Regions from separate parts of the Arachis hypogaea genome. Here region 1 is linked to region 2. The links are chromatin contacts, called in public Hi-C maps. All regions are on one chromosome and are shown on one strand. Each heading gives the region's core, a stretch centred on a gene start, on an enhancer-like site or on the middle of the called end of the contact. The rest is flanking DNA. Distances are from core to core; before and after follow the strand shown. Region 1 has its middle 47 kb from the start of LOC112766856. Region 2 holds the start of LOC112762995 (probable O-methyltransferase 3).

What was found. A called contact is a pair of places that touch in the nucleus more often than the background predicts.
Region 1: a contact with region 2 is called in a Hi-C map of leaf, with 1.9 times the contacts expected there. The contact joins the enhancer-like site here to the promoter of LOC112762995 in region 2. A contact is called at or near these places in 2 of 8 Hi-C or Micro-C datasets (both in leaf).

The regions. Positions count from the first base shown.
Region 1 is chr17:22,605,463-22,610,499 of arahy.Tifrunner.gnm2.J5K5, reverse strand. No RefSeq gene overlaps it. Among protein-coding and RNA genes, the nearest start is that of LOC112766856, 47 kb to the left of the region's middle. Within about 2 kb of position 2,834, at least 3 of the 3 cell types and tissues checked have open chromatin away from gene starts, as enhancers often do.
Region 2 is chr17:22,454,144-22,458,749 of arahy.Tifrunner.gnm2.J5K5, reverse strand. LOC112762995 (probable O-methyltransferase 3) reads right to left here and starts at 2,263. Exons shown (of 2, transcript XM_025808780.2): 1 at 1,428-2,263; 2 at 1-418. The coding sequence starts at 2,171. The coding sequence ends at 113.

The DNA of each region.
Region 1 (5,037 bases), core at 1,585-4,084, 150 kb before region 2:
ATATTTTAAAAGATTTTGGGCTTTCGGCTGGGTCATAGGGAGAAGGAATTTGGGCTTCCTTTTTTAGTGGGCCATTTTGCTCAGGAGACCCATTAGGGTTCCCATTCTCTTCTGAACTTCCATTTCCTTCTCCCTTATGCGCCGCCTCTTCTTTTCTTTTACCTCCATGAGCGGCCGCGGCTTTTCCATGAACAACTGCTGATTTTGTTTCTTCCTCTCTTCCTGCGTCACCACCGCTGCTGATGGCGGTCTGCGGAGTGCCCACTATGGTGGCGGCCTTGCAATTTTTTGGTTTAGGATCTTCCCACCATTCGGGATAACCCACGATTTTGAAGCAAGTCTCCTTAGTGTGTTTCTTCATTCCGCAATGAGTACAATGGAGATGGCTTTTGTCTTCTTTGTCTCGCTGTGATGAACGCCGTCTAGCAGTTTCTGAGCGATTTCATCCCTGTCCCTGTGGTCTGTTTCTTGTGATTATGCCGATTCCGACTTCCCCTAATGATGTGTCCCCTCTGCTACTGGTGGTAGGCTTCAAAATCTGGAGTCGGGCCGCCTCTCTTCTGACGGCAGCATAGGCGGACTCCACTGAAGGGGTCTTCTCCTACATCAAAAGATCTCTTCTAATGGCTTCAAATTTTTCATCTATCCCTGTTAGAAATTGATATAGTCTCTGTTCTTGTTTAATTTTGTTGAAAATTGCAATATCATCTGAGCACTTCATAGGATTCGGTTGTTTTCTGTCAATAGCCATCCATATAGCCTGTAATTTATTCTAGAATTCCTCTAGGGTATCCTGTCCCTATTTTTGTGTGTTTGCTTTTCGGTGTAAATCGTAGATTTATACTGGGTCTGTGCTGCTCCCATAGGTTGTAGCCAATCCCTCCCATAAAGCCTTTGCGGTTGGGAATTGGGAGACATTGTTCATCAAACTCGTCTCAATATTTTGAATTATCCAGGTAAAGACAGCTTGATCTACTTGTTCCCATTTTTCATATTTTGGTTCTCTCTCTTCTGGTACAGGGGGAATACCTGTTAGATGGCTTTTCTTTCCTCTGTCACCGACAACTTTCTTCATAAGTGTTGCCCACAATGGATAATTGTCTCCATTTAATTTAAAACCAATTGACAAATTGTCAGGATTGGCTTGTGTTTGCTGAATTTCTAGGCCATTACGAAGCATATTTGTAATTTGCAAAGTTAGCTCATCAGTAATGATTGAGTAGTTACTCTGGTTTTGGTTTTAGTTCATGTTGTTGCTAATTTTATCTCCTGAAGATGACATTTTTTTTGGATTTTTTTTGGGTGTTTAGGGCATTGGAACAATGATGTTGGTTTCTGGGTTCCCAGGATCTAACACCGCTCTGATACCATCTTGAGATGGTATCGAGGGTTAGGAAATGTTAGACACAAGCAAAGGTAACAGAGAGAGAAGCAGGAAAAGGTTTTCAATGTATTTTCTTCTATATTCTTTGTTTACAATCATTCTCTTAATATAGAATTCTAGAAAACTAAATACAGAAAGTATTCTAAATAAATATAATTAATTTTCCTTGATTATCTCTGATATTCTGTGATTTGTTACTCTAATTATAATATTCTATCAAATATTCTAACAGTTGTTTTCCACTTGCCCGTGGCTTAGTTTCTAAGCATGATTGAAGTGTATTTCATTAATGATAATGCGACAAGAGGCTGGGACTTGGTTAGGGGTATTTTTTGGATTTTGTAGAATTGTGTCGATTTTGGGTCAGGACACTTGATTTTGTTTGATCTTCTAGTGAGGCAACATTTTTTTGGACGACAGTGAGGCCCCATTTATGAATGCTATTGCATATACATGGAATATTTTTTTGGACTATGAGGCATATAGGGATTGGTCTTTAAATTTTTGTTATGTATTAAAAGATGAATTGAGCTAGGTAAACCGAAAATAAAGAGTCCTTCTCTGTGTAATGGTGATGTTAAATACAAAAAACATAAAGACAAAAAAATATAAAGAAACATATTCTAAGATAACTTGTAGGTAGGATTACAGTATTTTAATACAGTATTTTGGTGGTATTAGTATTAAAAATTTAGAGTTTACTGTTTATGAATTACAGTTTAATGTAGGATTTATAGAGTTTGTTGTTTATATAATTTATGGTGTTAGGATATACATATTATTATTTAGGGAGTTTGACGTATTTGGGGTTTAGCATTTAAGGATTAGAGTATATGGTTTAGGATTGTTTGACAATGGATTAGGGTTAACTATATAAGATAGGGTATGAGTCGATTATTTAGGGTTAATAATTTATTATTTAGGATTTAGAGTTTGTTATATATATTTTATAATTTATGGCTTATGATTTTAGTATTTAAATTTTATGGTTGAACTTTTGGGATTTAGGATTATGGTTATGACAAGAGTTAGGATTTAAGATTTAGGTTTAAGAATGAAGGTCTAAGATTTAGAATTAAGGATTTAGAATTTTGGTTGTGGTGGTTAGTATCGAGGGTAAATGGTGTGGGTTTAGGATTTTGGACGTAGGGTTTAAAGTTAACGAGTATATGCTATGGGGCTTATTTTGTTCAGATTGAGCAGTTTTGTTGAATCTTTTATATTTAGTTTGTTTCTTCTTTTTCTTATTTATTTTGGGCTTGCTTGACGACATTGATTGCTTATGGGAGTCCATGTCCGTATGGTTCAGCATATTTTCTGAATAAGGACTTTTCAAAAGTTTATTTCTGGAGTATTGGGAGATTTCTGATTTGGTAGTTCTTTGTTTTTGTGGGCCTCCATGAACAATATATGGATTTCCTTGATGCGTATCCATGTACAAGACTCATCTCCGAAAAGAGATTCGGGCTTTGTTCAGATTTGTGGCTTTCTTTTTTATATATATATTTGGGCTAGTATAAGGTATTTGTTTTGTGTGCGGTTTTTTTATAGTCATGATGTAGTATAATTCAAGACTATGGACTCTCTATGACCAAAAAAAGAGGACTATGGACTCTCGTAAAATACATTTTTGGGCGGAGGGCTTTCGGTTTTTGGTATTTGTCGTTTCCTTTTTCTTAATTAATATCTTCAGCCTCCATAAAGATTATGTAGGGCCAAGGGGTTTCTGCGTCTGACTTTCTATACTGTTTATTCATGATTTTGTGGCATTGTGTTGTTTCCTATTTTGTTTCTCCCTTTTTCACCTGCGCTTGCATAAAACTATAGGAAAATTATTAGGTGTTCCAAGTACTTTTATGGAACATAATTGTTCCAATAAACAAAAGGTTCCCATATTAATTTTGTCGTTTAGCAATTTTTTAAAAGACTCTAAAATCCTCTAAATTAGACATTAAATGACATAAATGGGCAGCTATAAGAGGTTTGCTGTCCCTTGGATTGTTGGCTTTCAATAACTGGCTTAATTGTTTGTAAAAGTTATCAATAATTTTTTTATAAATAATAACTATAATTTTTTAAGACAATAAATAAATAAATTTCAACCTAGTAATGATTTAAAAAATATAAATTCTAATATTTAAAACATTTGTATCTATTTATGAGTATCATTTATTATCAATAATTTTAAAATTGAAATCCGCTATAATATATCACTAATCAATTAAATTTCATACTTATCATCTCAATTGAATTAAAATATGATAGTTATAATTAATATTTAATTAAAATAGCTATAATAACAACTTTTAATTATAAATATTCAGAATATATAACGTTAGATTTACTTAAACATATTCAATAACACTTTTATCATCAATATTACTCTATTTTATATCTTCGGGATCAAATAAATTATTTAAAATATCTCTAAGTATGTTTAGTTTTAAGACAACAACAAATACTTATTTGGTATACATTCTAATATATTATGATTAATAATTTTTGGGTAAAAAACTCAAATAAACTAAGCTGAGAAGTTTATTACCCAAATCAGCCAAAACAAAAATTTTTTCAGCAATCTACCAATGACCATTTAAATATAATTCGAATCATATTGATTCGAACTACAAATGCATGTAATTCGAAACAACTTGTTTCGAATTACGTTTGAATGGATATGCATGTAATTCGAATCAAGTAGATTCGAATTAGAGAAGGGTAAATCGAATTGACTCGATTCGAATTAGTAGGCTCACATGACTTTATGGAGTTCGAATCATATTGATTCGAATTATTCAATGTTGGTGACACTAGGTTGTTCGAATTAAGTTGATTCGAATTACTAGTGAGTTGCCTATATAATGCTACGTTAGTTGGATATATATCAATTTTTTTTTTTCACATTCTTACTTGGATAGTTGGATATATATCTTATAGTTGATACAAAAGATATTTACTGTATAATTTTATTTTTCTAAAAATATTATATATATATATATATATATATTTTGATGATTACACAATTTTAGAAATATTTAAAAAGTATTATTAAAATTAAAATTATATTTTTTATTATTTGACAATAAAATTAAAAATTAAAAATTAAAAATTAGGGATTAAGTGTGTGTTTGGATTTCAGTTTGCAAAAGTGAGTTTGCATAAAATTGATTTTACAAAATTGATTTTAATGAAAAGTAAGTTTGAGTTAATGTGATTTATATTTGGCAATATTTGTATCAAAATTGATTATAGCAAAATAAATGTTGTTTGGATTATACTACTCAAAATCACTTTTAGATGAAAAATTACTAAAAGAGACATCAATTTAAATTATTTTTTTATATACATACAAAAACAGAACCTAACAAAAATAATATAAAAAATATTTATTATATAAATAAATAAATATAATAAAAAAATATAAAAGAGAGTACTATAAATTTTATAATGTTAAAGAAAAAAATATTCTATAATTTTTCTAATATTACCCGTACTCTTTAATTTAGTATTATTTTGGACTATAAATTTTTATTATTTATGACTCTATTATTACTTATAATTAATTTTTTATTTATTTTGTCCTTTTTTATAGATCATAGTTTATATTATACAAAATTTTGATAATAAACGTAGTATGTAATAATTACAATTAC
Region 2 (4,606 bases), core at 1,014-3,513:
CTTTAAATAATTGAATTTGACATTTCAAAGGTTTGAGAGTCTAAAAATCACACATAAATCAATGTTTATAATAAAAATCATTTGCAATTTTTTCCTTTTCAAAAATGAGTTATTATGGGTAGACCTCAATAACAGACCTCATACCTAAAACTGGAATTATCTTATAGTCACTGAATCCGGCAGAGAAGAACAACTTGGCCCATTCTTTTTCACTTCTCTCCTTTCCGGCAGCCATAACCAACATGAGCAAGTCAAAGAAGAGTTGCGTTTCCACTAATTCAGGATCTTCCTTCTCATCTTCCTGAACTACCATGTCTATAATGATCAATTTCCCTTCTTTGCCTTTGCTCAGAATTGCTTCATTGCTTTTCTTCAATATGTTAATGCATTCTTTATCATTCCAGTCATGCAAAATCCCCTGATTTATTATTCAACGTACCATTCATTAGAATCAATTTGAGGAAACTAAATAAAATTTTCTTTTTATTCATCTTAATCTTTGCATAATAAATTTTCGTCTATATTTTTCTTTTTCTTCATACAAGGTTAAAATTCAAGTTTCTGTATTTAATATTGTTTTGATGCTTATAACACAAAGAAAAAAACGTGATATTAAAAATGTTATATGTACATATAAAAAGAAATTAAATCAGCACTCATAAAATTAAAATACATATTTGATATTAATGAAAAAAATTTATTATGTTATTATTTAAAAAAATTGCTTATTTTGTTATGACATATTTGATTATTTAACAATGTTAGATTTGATTATTCTAGTGTCTCATAATAAAAAATATATATATAAAAGAACATATAATATAATATAATAATATACATATATTATAATTAATTTAGTAGCTGATTTTTTTATATTTGTGGAGTATTTTGAAATAACCACTAAAAAAATCATTTGACAATATTATACTAACCTTTAAAATTCTTAGTTATATATATGATATTAGGATCTATAATTTTTATTAATATTAATCAATATTTTGGACTAATATTTTATTTTTATATTATTAAAATTTAAAATTCTGAATTTAAAATTTAATATAAAAATATCTTTTGTTGGCCAAGTGTTAGTCGAAATTTTATTAGTCATGTAATATTTTTATATGAGAAGTGCTAGGGGCTAGCACTTTTGTTAAATTATAGCCATCACTTAACCATCAAAAGGAAATTGAATGATTCTACACTATTAGATACAATCTCACCCCATTAAAAATATCATTGATGGCTAATTAATGGCTAAAAACCATAAAATCAGTTGGTCCTCTAGACTTTATCCTATTTGTATATTATTGGTGGTGAGGAAAAAAGATTCTTTTTTTCTTGTAATATAAATACGATTATGTAACCTACATTATTTATATAGAGCTCATAAAATAAAGAGCAACATGCATTTAATATAGTTTTTTTACCTTCATCAAAACAGCATCCGCAGGAGGAATGGCCTCAAACATGTTCCCTCCAACATATTTAAGGTTGTCACTTCCTTCCAAGTCAGCAACAACATGTGGCTGATCAAGCACAGTGCACTCCAACTGTGGGAATGATTTGGCAATGGCCTTTGCAAGAGTTCCATTGCCTCCACCAACATCAACCAATGATTCCAATCCCTCAAACACACCTTTGCACTTCTCAATCACCATTTCGCTAATGAATCTAGCATCACTTGCCATGGCATCATTGATCAAATGATTGAGCCTAGGTTCACGGCCACCATACTCCCATACCATTATCCCATGCTCTGTTTCAAACGGCGTAGGATCTTCATTTTTGTACCATGTTGACAACTTGTTCCATGGATTTGTCAAAATTGGATCAAGCGAGTTAACAAAGAAAGTCCTTATACTTAAGGGGTGTTCCTTAAGTAACAACATAGACGAATCAGTTAGAACATACCCAATTTCGATCTCATTATTGTTATCGGCCACATTTGTCGTTGCGAAGAAGTCGGAATGTGTCAAGATTCTTATCAAGCGATGGATGAAGGTGGTTTTTGAAGGGTGAATTTGCAATGAAGCAATGAGTTGTGAGAGTGACATGGGTTTTCCATGTTTGTGTATGGTTTCAAATATGTCTAAGTCAACGGCACATTTAAGGGAAACAGTGTTCACAAAACTATACATATGATTCCATATGTGGCATTGAGCTTTAAGCATATTGTTAGCTTGCTCTCCACTTTGGAATCCCCAACTCTTTTGGCTTTCAGCTATGTTATCTTGTGGTATGGAATATGGATACACTCTAGTTACATTAAGGGTCCTTTATTTATAAGCATTCCAAATTATGATAATTCCACCACTACAACTACAGCATTATTTGGTTGGTGAAAACCATACGTATTAGTTTGAACCTGAAAGCATATAATTATTAGATTAATGTAGAAATTTTTGAATAAGTGGAAGAGTAGAGTTTGGACTTATTGACGGGTTAGATATATAATGAAGAATAGAAGCAATTAGTATTTTTTATAGTACCTACTTGACTATCTGCTTTTAAAGATACAAAGTTCAATTTGAGTTCCAAAAATGCATGTTATGAAACTATTTATATGTTAATTGTATTGCAAATATAAAAAAAAATTAACAAAAGCTTTCGCTCAGTACATTTTACAAAGTGGCTTTCACTTAAGGAAAGAACCTGTACTTATCATATCCGTTGCTTTTTAATCCTTCATGCTTATTGTATATAATAAAGGAAAAGTATAGATAGACAATGAAAATATTAAACAATGTGAACAATAGATATATTGGATGTTTAATTTACTAGGTGTGCGGATGGTTATTCTAATATTAAGATTTAGGTGAGTAATTTGAAGATGTAGTGTATTTTACTTAAATTGAGCCCATTTTAAGGCCCGTTATTCATGTTGTTCAAAAAAATCATTGGTTACCTGGCATAACCCTATAATAAAATGTACTCATCAACAAAAGCATTTCTAACTTTAACTATTTTAATTTGTATAAAAAATTAATGACAATACTTTATCAATATCTTCTATAAACAGATATACATGATAGATTATGATGGATTATTGTAATATAACAGTAACAACACCACTCCAAATTAAAACTAACAACACAATCAAATATATGAAGAATTAATTAAAGAGTAGATAGAGAATAAGAAAATGTATATAACAGCAAAAAAAAAAAATATAAACAACAATTCTCCCCATTCAAGTTAGGGAAAAAACTCTACTCAATTATCAAATCAATTACTATCTCTCACTTACTCTACTCCTCTTTATTCATACCTCTCATTTTATTACGTAACTAATTATGACAATTATTTTTCTGTTGCGCACTCTTCTCATACATGGTAGTCCCTTATTTATGTTGGAGCTTTTTTCACTCTTTTGTTTTAGATCTCATTTTGATTACTTGGCCCAATCCCTTCCTCAATCTTGGGTTCTTGGTTTGGGCCTCTATGAGATGGGCCATTAATCGTATCAACCACTCTCCTGTCAATAACGACATTGTTCTCAAGGTCTACTTCTAGATATAACTTGATTAACTCTGACCAACTGATCTAAGTGGATTGCTCCCACGGTGCACCTTGCCATTCCACCAAAACTTGTATTCTATATGGCTCTTCTTCCTATGGCAGTACTCAACTATCAATAATTGCTGTTGGATTGGGGTCAAAAGGGAGAGTCATAGGCAGATTGTTTGCTCCAACAGTGGCTGTAGAGTCACCCTTATATTTCTTCAACATTGAAATGTGGAACACCAAATAAATAGCACTTTCAATCGGAAGTTCCAACTTATAAGCGACTTTCGCTATCCGTTGAAAGATCTTGAAGGGCCCATAATACCTCTTTCTTAATTTCAAATTGCCTTGCATCACCACTGAGCCTTGCGGTAAGGTTTCAATTTTAGCAAAATCCAATCACCAACCGTAAATGACTTTTCACGCCTCTGCTGGTTAGATCGTTTCTTCATACGTTCTTGAGCCCTTTTCAGTTGGTAGTGTAGCTCTAGATCCAGAGCTTCTTTTACCCAAAGCATGTCATCTACATCCTGCACTAGGGAAGAGCAACTGACATACTCTGAAATATTAAGGATGACAAACCCATATCATACCTCATAAGGTGATATTTTAATGGTAGAATAAAATGAAGTATTATGATAGTATTCAGCCCACATGAGATAAGACGACCACTTCTCTACATGAGTATGAGTGAAGACACATATCCACTGTCTAAGGCTCGATTAATGACTTCAATTTGCCCATTCCGTTTCGAAGGTGATAAGATGTGCTATACAATAATTTAGTACCACGGCTTTCAAATAACAGCTTCTAGAATTGACTGAGGAAGAGGGGATCACGATCAAACACAATTTAAGCGGGAAAGCCATGGTACCTAACTACATTGTTGAGGAACTTTTGTGCTACCACCTTGGCTGTAAACCCATTTTTCAGCAGAGCAACTCGAGCAATCTTACTGAAGCAATTTACCATTACCATAATAACTGTAAAGCCACCAGATTTCGGTAGCTCAGTGATAAAATTCATACTAATTCCCTCCCAAGCTTATTTGGAACCAGCAGTGGCTGTAATAGACCTTAAGGACGTGCTGGAAAATATTTTG